2 separate regions of the Zea mays genome follow, and region 2 is linked to region 1. Evidence: chromatin contacts called from public Hi-C data. All regions are on one chromosome and are shown on one strand. Each heading gives the region's core, a stretch centred on a gene start, on an enhancer-like site or on the middle of the called end of the contact. The rest is flanking DNA. Distances are from core to core; before and after follow the strand shown. Region 1 holds the start of LOC542709 (MADS box protein). Region 2 has its middle 14 kb from the start of LOC103653916.

Region 1 (3,390 bases), core at 542-3,041:
AGCAGTCCTACGTGCCCCATGCGCCGCTGTGTACGGTAAGCTCCGGCGCAGCCGCCGCTTGGACGCGGTCCAGAGCGGTTGCACCGCGCTGTCCATTGTCAAACATGGGGACCTCATGGTCGTCGCCAATGCCGACGACTCTCGGGTTGTTCTGGGCACCGCAACCGACAAAGACGCCATCACGCCGTCCAGCTCATCATCCACCTGAAGCCCAACCTGCCACGTAAGTTGCTACTGATCGGCCATGAATTCTTGTGCACTGGGATGACGGCCATTGTTGCTATTGTGTGAGCGTTCTCGAACAAGATGTATGTAGAGGAGTAGCATATCCGGTGGTGCAACGACCAGGTGTACTACCTCGCTGATGAGCCCGGAGTGCACTTCATTTGGCAGCCCAGCCAACAGTCATCGGTACTCACCATGTCGCGTGCGTTCGACGACTACTATATCAAGGATTGTGACGTCATCTCGGCGCCGGAGGTGAGCAGAGGAGGACCGACAACAATGACCACTCACCATCGTCGGGGTAGCTTTTGTGTTGGCCTGTCTTTAATTCTCTTCGCAAACACACACTTGTATTTTTTTTGTTTAAGCAAGCGTGTATGGCGGTGCGTGCCTGATGACTAACGATGTACGACGGAACTTCTATCGGCAGGTGTGGTACGTGCTCTCTAATGATGAGACCATGCAAATTATGACATATATCGAAGTCTGTATGATACTGATGGTTGCAATGTAGTAGTGAAACAACTAAATTAAAATAACAAAATTTATGTATGGCTAGGATCACAAATGGATTATGAAATATTTTCTTATAATAATATAAGACACATTTTGTATATAAGTTATCATAGTATTATATGTTCCCGTTGCAACGCACGGGTACTATACATGAGGAGTGGGTTGATTCCACTAAAATTGATGGAATGAACTTATTATGCATCAACTCATAAAGCATAGAGTGATTCCACAAACCAAACACACCATTAGTTTATTGACCAACCTCAGTTCTTTGATATATAAAAGTTGTTTGATCCGTGTGCAACAAATAGTTTTTCAGGAATTTGGGACGTACCCCATCTCTTAAATGTCTAGACTGATTGGACATATTAATCTAATTTTAGTAGCTAAGTATTAGCTCTCAAACACCTCCTGGGAATGCTGCCCTAAAAATGGAATATCGGTACGTCGGATCGGAGAAAGGTTGGGGTATCGTGGTCCAAAGCATGCGAAAGCAACGGCGCAGGGCTGGAAACCTGAGACCAGGTGAGGTGCACGACGACATGCATATGGTTTGGGTTAGGCCTAGGAGCTGGTTCTCTCTCCATGCATGGTCAGCTCGCCGCTTTTGCCGCCTTCGTGTATGGCTTGCCCCATGCCATGCATCGCGCCGTGTACACTTGTGGCGTAGGGGCGGGGCCGCCGCATCGGAGCGCCCCCGTTTCGGCACGGTCCTCCCAGTTTTAGGGTAAACCCAGCTAGGGTAGTGGGGGTAACTGGCCAGCGCCACTCCAAATCTACCCTCCTTCAATTTAAAGCTGAGAAATACTGTAGTATATACTAGAGTAGAGCGAGAGAAGGGAGATGTGGATAGATGGGTGGATGGGGACGCGTGAAAAAGATGCGAGAGAGAAGAGACGACCGGACAGGCAGCCACACACAGTAACAGTAGTGAACCCTGCCCCTTTTCCCGGTCTCTCCACTGATATTCCGCTCCTGTCCCTGTCCTCCCCGGACGGAGCTAATAGAGCCGGCTCTGCTCATCATTATATCGTCGCGCACAAATGCGAAGCCTAGCAGCACTTGTGTCCGGCGGCCTTGTGTTCGTGGGGGATGTGTGGCATATTAGCTAGCTGATAAGCGGCCGGCCGAAGAGCAAGCGCAGTGAGAAGAAGAAGCTCGGATCGGAGGAGGTCGGCATGGGGAGGGGACGCGTCGAGCTGAAGCGGATCGAGAACAAGATCAACCGCCAGGTCACCTTCTCCAAGCGCCGCAACGGCCTGCTCAAGAAGGCCTACGAGCTCTCCGTGCTCTGCGACGCCGAGGTCGCGCTCATCATCTTCTCCGGCCGCGGCAAGCTCTACGAGTTCGGCAGCGCCGGGTAGGCGATCCATCCATCCATCCACACATGCACAGCGGCCTGCGGGCCGCGGTGCCACTAAATTGCTTTTAATTCTTAGTCTCTGCAAGCAGATCTGCTAGGTTTTTTTGGCAGCAAGGAAGGAATTAAGGAAAGCACGTAGCCGAGCGGTGGTGTGGTATTTTATTCCTGCTATCTGCGTGTGTATCTGCGCGCGCGTAGGGGCATGGGCATGGCAATGGCATGGCGGTGTTCATACAATAAAAAAGCAGGCGGGTGGATCCCGAGTTCCCGACATCCTTTCAGCGGATCTACGAGCCCTACGCTCTGCCTCTTTTTCTTCCAGCTTCTCCGGGCACTTGAAGGAGTTGCCCACCCACGCACGCACACACACGGTACACCCCTTTCCTCCATCTTCTCCGGGTATCTGGAGTGGCCATCTTTCGTGTGTGTCGTCGTTGGAGCATGCGCGTGTCAGAGAAACGCCGGCCGGTTTGATTGCTGAGCTAATAGGGGAATCGTCGTCGTCGGGGTGGAAGAGGGTACGTAGAGTGGGTGTTAATAACACCGTACCGATGTGGTCCTCCGAGAGGGGAAAGGGTGGTATGTTCTTTCCGTTTTGATCCAGCTCCTGCTTATATGAAAACCCTGCTGACCGCTTGTCTTGGCACTTGTTGTTGCTCAACTGGGCCTCTGGCCACGCCTCCATCTTATTTCCAGATCTCTATCTCTCTTGCTCGATTGCTCCGCTTGTTGCTTCTTTCTTTTTTCTCTTTCACGATTTCATGCCCCTTTGCTCGGCAATACGAATTTAGATTTTTCATTACGTTTTCTCTCCATACAAGATCGATTTAGATCTGCTTGAGATTTTCAGGAGGGCCTCAGCACATTTTAAGTGGAAAGCTCAAAGCATGATGAAAATCTTTCTGTTTCACGCACCCGTACTATTTCTGCTTTGGTATTTTTGTCTTTGTTCTCATTTTATGCGTCTGCATCAGTACTATACTCAACCATGAGTGGTCGCTCTTTCGCCTTTATTGATAGTATGTTGCTCTTGCCCGCACTTGTTGGTTCATGTATTTCACACTTCTTGCTTTGTCTTCCTCTGCTGCTTAAAGATCCTAACGTACCTATTTGTTCACGTGACTGGATCCAGACTAATAAAACTAAACGAAGTTATTTCTTTCTTATTTTTGTACTTCCAAAAAAAATTCCAATTCTTTTGTAACTTGAATTATGAAAACGATACCTTTCGTTGAATATCGTATATTGTGTGTCTTTAATTTGTGTCATGGATGTATGGATCTATT
Region 2 (3,520 bases), core at 470-2,969, 140 kb after region 1:
GTACTTCGCTAGTTTGGTATTATGCAGCTCAAAGGCACGCCAGATTGGGACTGTTAATCTTCCGTCCTCTGTAACCTTCTGTAAGCTACGGTAAAAGTCAATTTTGTCCACGACGATGCTGTAACCGGAGAGCGCGGTGACCGCGGCGCCGAAGAGGGTGAGGTTGGAGAGCGCGTCGAGAGAGGCCGGGATGGGGCCTGACAGCGCCGGGTTGCCGCCGACGCGGAACTGCTGGAGCGCGGCGAGCGCGCGCAGCGAGGCCGGTATGGTGCCGTTGAGGAGGTTGTCATGGACGCAGAGCACCTGGAGCGCGGAGAGGTTGGCGAGCGAGCGCGGGATGCCGCCGGTGAGACGGTTGGAGTTGAGGAGCAGGAACTAGAGCCCCGAGAGCGCGCCGAGCCCGTCGGGGATGTCGCCGGTGAGCGCGTTGGAGGAGAGGTCGAGGACCCGCAGCGCGGAGAGCGACGCGTACGAGGGCGGGATGGCACCGGAGACGTTGCAGGCGGAGAGGTTGAGCAGCTGCAGCGAGGAGAGCGTGGCGAGCGGCGGCGGCAGCGAGGACAGGTTGAGGAAGGTGTCGGGCAGCGAGAGAGACACCACCCAGCTCTGCGGCGAGCACGTGACCCCCTGCCACGAGAACGGCGTCGCGACCCTGGGGTCGGCCGAGCAGCGGAGCGAGGCGGCGCGGAGCAGCAGCAGCGTGGCGGCCGCCGCGGCCAGCTCCGCCATCTCGGCCTTCTCCCGCCGCCCCTTGGCCGCCCGCCGCAACAGGCGCTTCACCGGCGAGCCTGGCAGCATTGCCGCCGCCTGCCTGGTGCCTCAGCGCGCGGGGCTGGCCGCGCGTATCTCCCAGCCGAGCTCCTGCTTCCAGCCGTGGTCCTCAGCGCGCGAGGCTCCCTCCTCGGCCTCTGCTCCTCCCGCGCCCGCGCCCGCTTCCCATCGCCGCTCTCTTCCCCAGCGCGTCTTCTTCCCCAGCCGCGCCCTGCCCTCTGTTCTGCTCTGCTCGCCGTGTTCTGCTCTGCTCGCCGCGCCCTGAACCTTGCTCCAGCTCGCCGGCTGGATCTCCCTGGTGTCGCGCCCCTGCTCTGCTCATCTTCCTCGCGCGCGCCTCCTCCCCATGGCCGGCAGCAGGCAGGCAGCTCCTAGCAGACTGCTTGCGTCTTGGCTTACCACTCTCGAGGGTGATCTCCTGCTCGTCACGGTTGCAGCGGCTAAGAGACGGCGGCGCGCGCTCTGGGGAGTACTCTGGCCAGGGGTAGATTAGTACGAAAGGTACACAACATGTATCAAGAGCAACAAAACAGACGTTAATGGAGCACGGGAGATTAATTGTTCCAATCTGGCGTGACTTTGAGCTCCATAATACCAAATTGGCGAAGTATAGCTGCGGAGTAATAAACTGGTGAAGCCGCGCGACGAGATTGTTACAATCTCAAATAACTCGCAATCGTTGCCCCTTAGTGCTTATGTTGCGTTCCGATCTGACGAACTACTAATCCGTAAGCCCTGCTCGTGATGAGCCACTCCAACCCCCGTCGGCACGACAGATTCACGTGTAGCCACCCACACTAATCGCATGGCACGCACGTACTGTAGGTACCCTAGCAAAGACAAATTATTCGGCAAGCCGTCGGCCGTCACGATGGGGCGCACCGCGCACACGTCTCCAGTGGCGCGCGCGGGCACGTCGCTAGGCGGTCCCTTTTGGCGGCGTCTCATGCGAGAAGGCTGCGCACAGGCGGCGTCAGCCATAACTCCGTTTCGGCCCGTCGAACGCGTAGTTGGAGTCTGCCCGTTCGTGTCGGAAACCAAATTGGGCCCTCTCGAATCTCCGGCTGGCATGGCAATGAATTCCAGAAAAGAGTTTGGCAGCCGCGCGCTGCGCCCATGGAATGGAAGACCGGCAAGAGAGTAGCGATCTGCAATCAATGAGCCTTGATACGGTTATTGACAGGAGCATGAGCACGTCTGTACCCGGAAATTCTCCTCCCGTCCCTCCCCTACACGGCTACGCGTTGATGAATGAATAAACCACAAAAAGTAAGAGTCTTGGCGTTCTAAACCGTAAAATATAGTGTTTCATATATTTTAGACCATCAGCTACTTTTGGGTCCAGTCTGTTATTTACTTTTTGCTCCAATCTGACTCATGCCTGTTAATACCAAAAATTGGCAACAGTACAGCAACCATAACTAAGATGTAAATAACATGTAAATGCAATATCATATAACAATATTGTGCAATAGAGAAGAACAAGCTAACCTAGGAATTCATAGTAAAAATCTTATCTTAAGAGCAAAGGGCCGGGTGAATGAATTCTGTAAGACAACAGTGGATTAGGTTCAGGATTTTGTAATTATAATCTTCTTTAAGAGAAGGAAAATTGTAGTCTCAAATGGGATAGTCCAGGCGTAAAAACATTTTCATTGCTGGGAAGTGGGAATTACACTCAGAAATGAAGATGAGAAGGCCGAAGGGAAATGGTTGTTTTTGATAATTGCCTTTATAATTTCCATAATTCCTAGAGCTGTAGTTGTGTTTTTACAGTATGTTTTAATGTCCTTTATCTAATCCGATCATGAACAGATGCCGAAATTTCAAGTTAACGCTAAAAAAAGTTTCCACATTATCCTATCCAGTGTTAAGAGAGATGGGGAAGAAGGGGCAGAGCATAGAAGAAGGGGCATAGCATAGTGGCACAGCAACACAGCTACAGACTACAGTATGCAATGTGGAAAGGCAGGTGTCTGTTGAAGTGCTTTCATACCAACTGATATTATGGTTCACCTATTGATGGAACCAATCACCTTCGTTCAGCTTGCACAAAACTAGCCTGGACTTCCTTGGTGAAAACTGGACCTTTTTCCTTACGTTCACAAGAGAGGGTTCGATTCAGGACTGTATTGCAAAGTGACAACATGCCACCAATTATCTACTATCGATTTGGCTAGGTAAATTTTCAAATAAAGATGAACTCATTCAAAATTTTCAACATGGGTGCAAGGCTTGCCTGAAATCTTCCATTGGCCACATGAGCATGTTTTCCTGTCAAGATCCACTCCATGTCTCCAAGGTGTGTTGTCCCTAGTTAATCCAGATACTTCGGCCTTAAGACCACCACTTCCTGTGATTGTATATTTCAAGGATCTGCTCTTAATGTTCAGCCCACTGATAACACTAGGAAGTACTCGTCCGGTTAGCCTCGCAGCTATCTTTCGTCAGCTCCTGTTGGATCATCTCCTTCTGCATCAAAACCAAGATCCATATAGTGCTCCACCTCTTCCTCCTCTGCTCTTTTAGGACCAGCTGCTGTGAGGCCATGTTCTGGTTCCTCCGCCCACAATAAACCATTATTTTCAGCCATCACTTCAATTGGAAGCTTGTTTTGCCTATATAATATTGTCAGAAACAAATGTTGCCGTTTCTCTGGAATGGATGTGGCCAAATTGATCAAGGTTTGGTTCAGGAAAATAAGGATGTCAGTTTTTTTTTTAAAAAAAAATCCTAACAAACCAATTGA

Evidence for each region. A called contact is a pair of places that touch in the nucleus more often than the background predicts.
Region 2: a Hi-C map of leaf shows a contact between it and region 1, with 7 times the contacts expected there. The contact joins the enhancer-like site here to the promoter of LOC542709 in region 1. A contact is called at or near these places in 4 of 25 Hi-C or Micro-C datasets (ear, leaf and tassel).

Annotation. Positions count from the first base shown.
Region 1 is chr4:161,395,461-161,398,850 of Zm-B73-REFERENCE-NAM-5.0, forward strand. LOC542709 (MADS box protein) reads left to right here and starts at 1,792. Exons shown (of 8, transcript NM_001112222.2): 1 at 1,792-2,101. The coding sequence starts at 1,920.
Region 2 is chr4:161,536,357-161,539,876 of Zm-B73-REFERENCE-NAM-5.0, forward strand. No RefSeq gene overlaps it. Among protein-coding and RNA genes, the nearest start is that of LOC103653916, 14 kb to the right of the region's middle. Within about 2 kb of position 1,720, at least 18 of the 20 cell types and tissues checked have an H3K27ac peak or open chromatin away from gene starts, as enhancers often do. A contact at or near this core is called in ear, leaf and tassel, where this site is marked.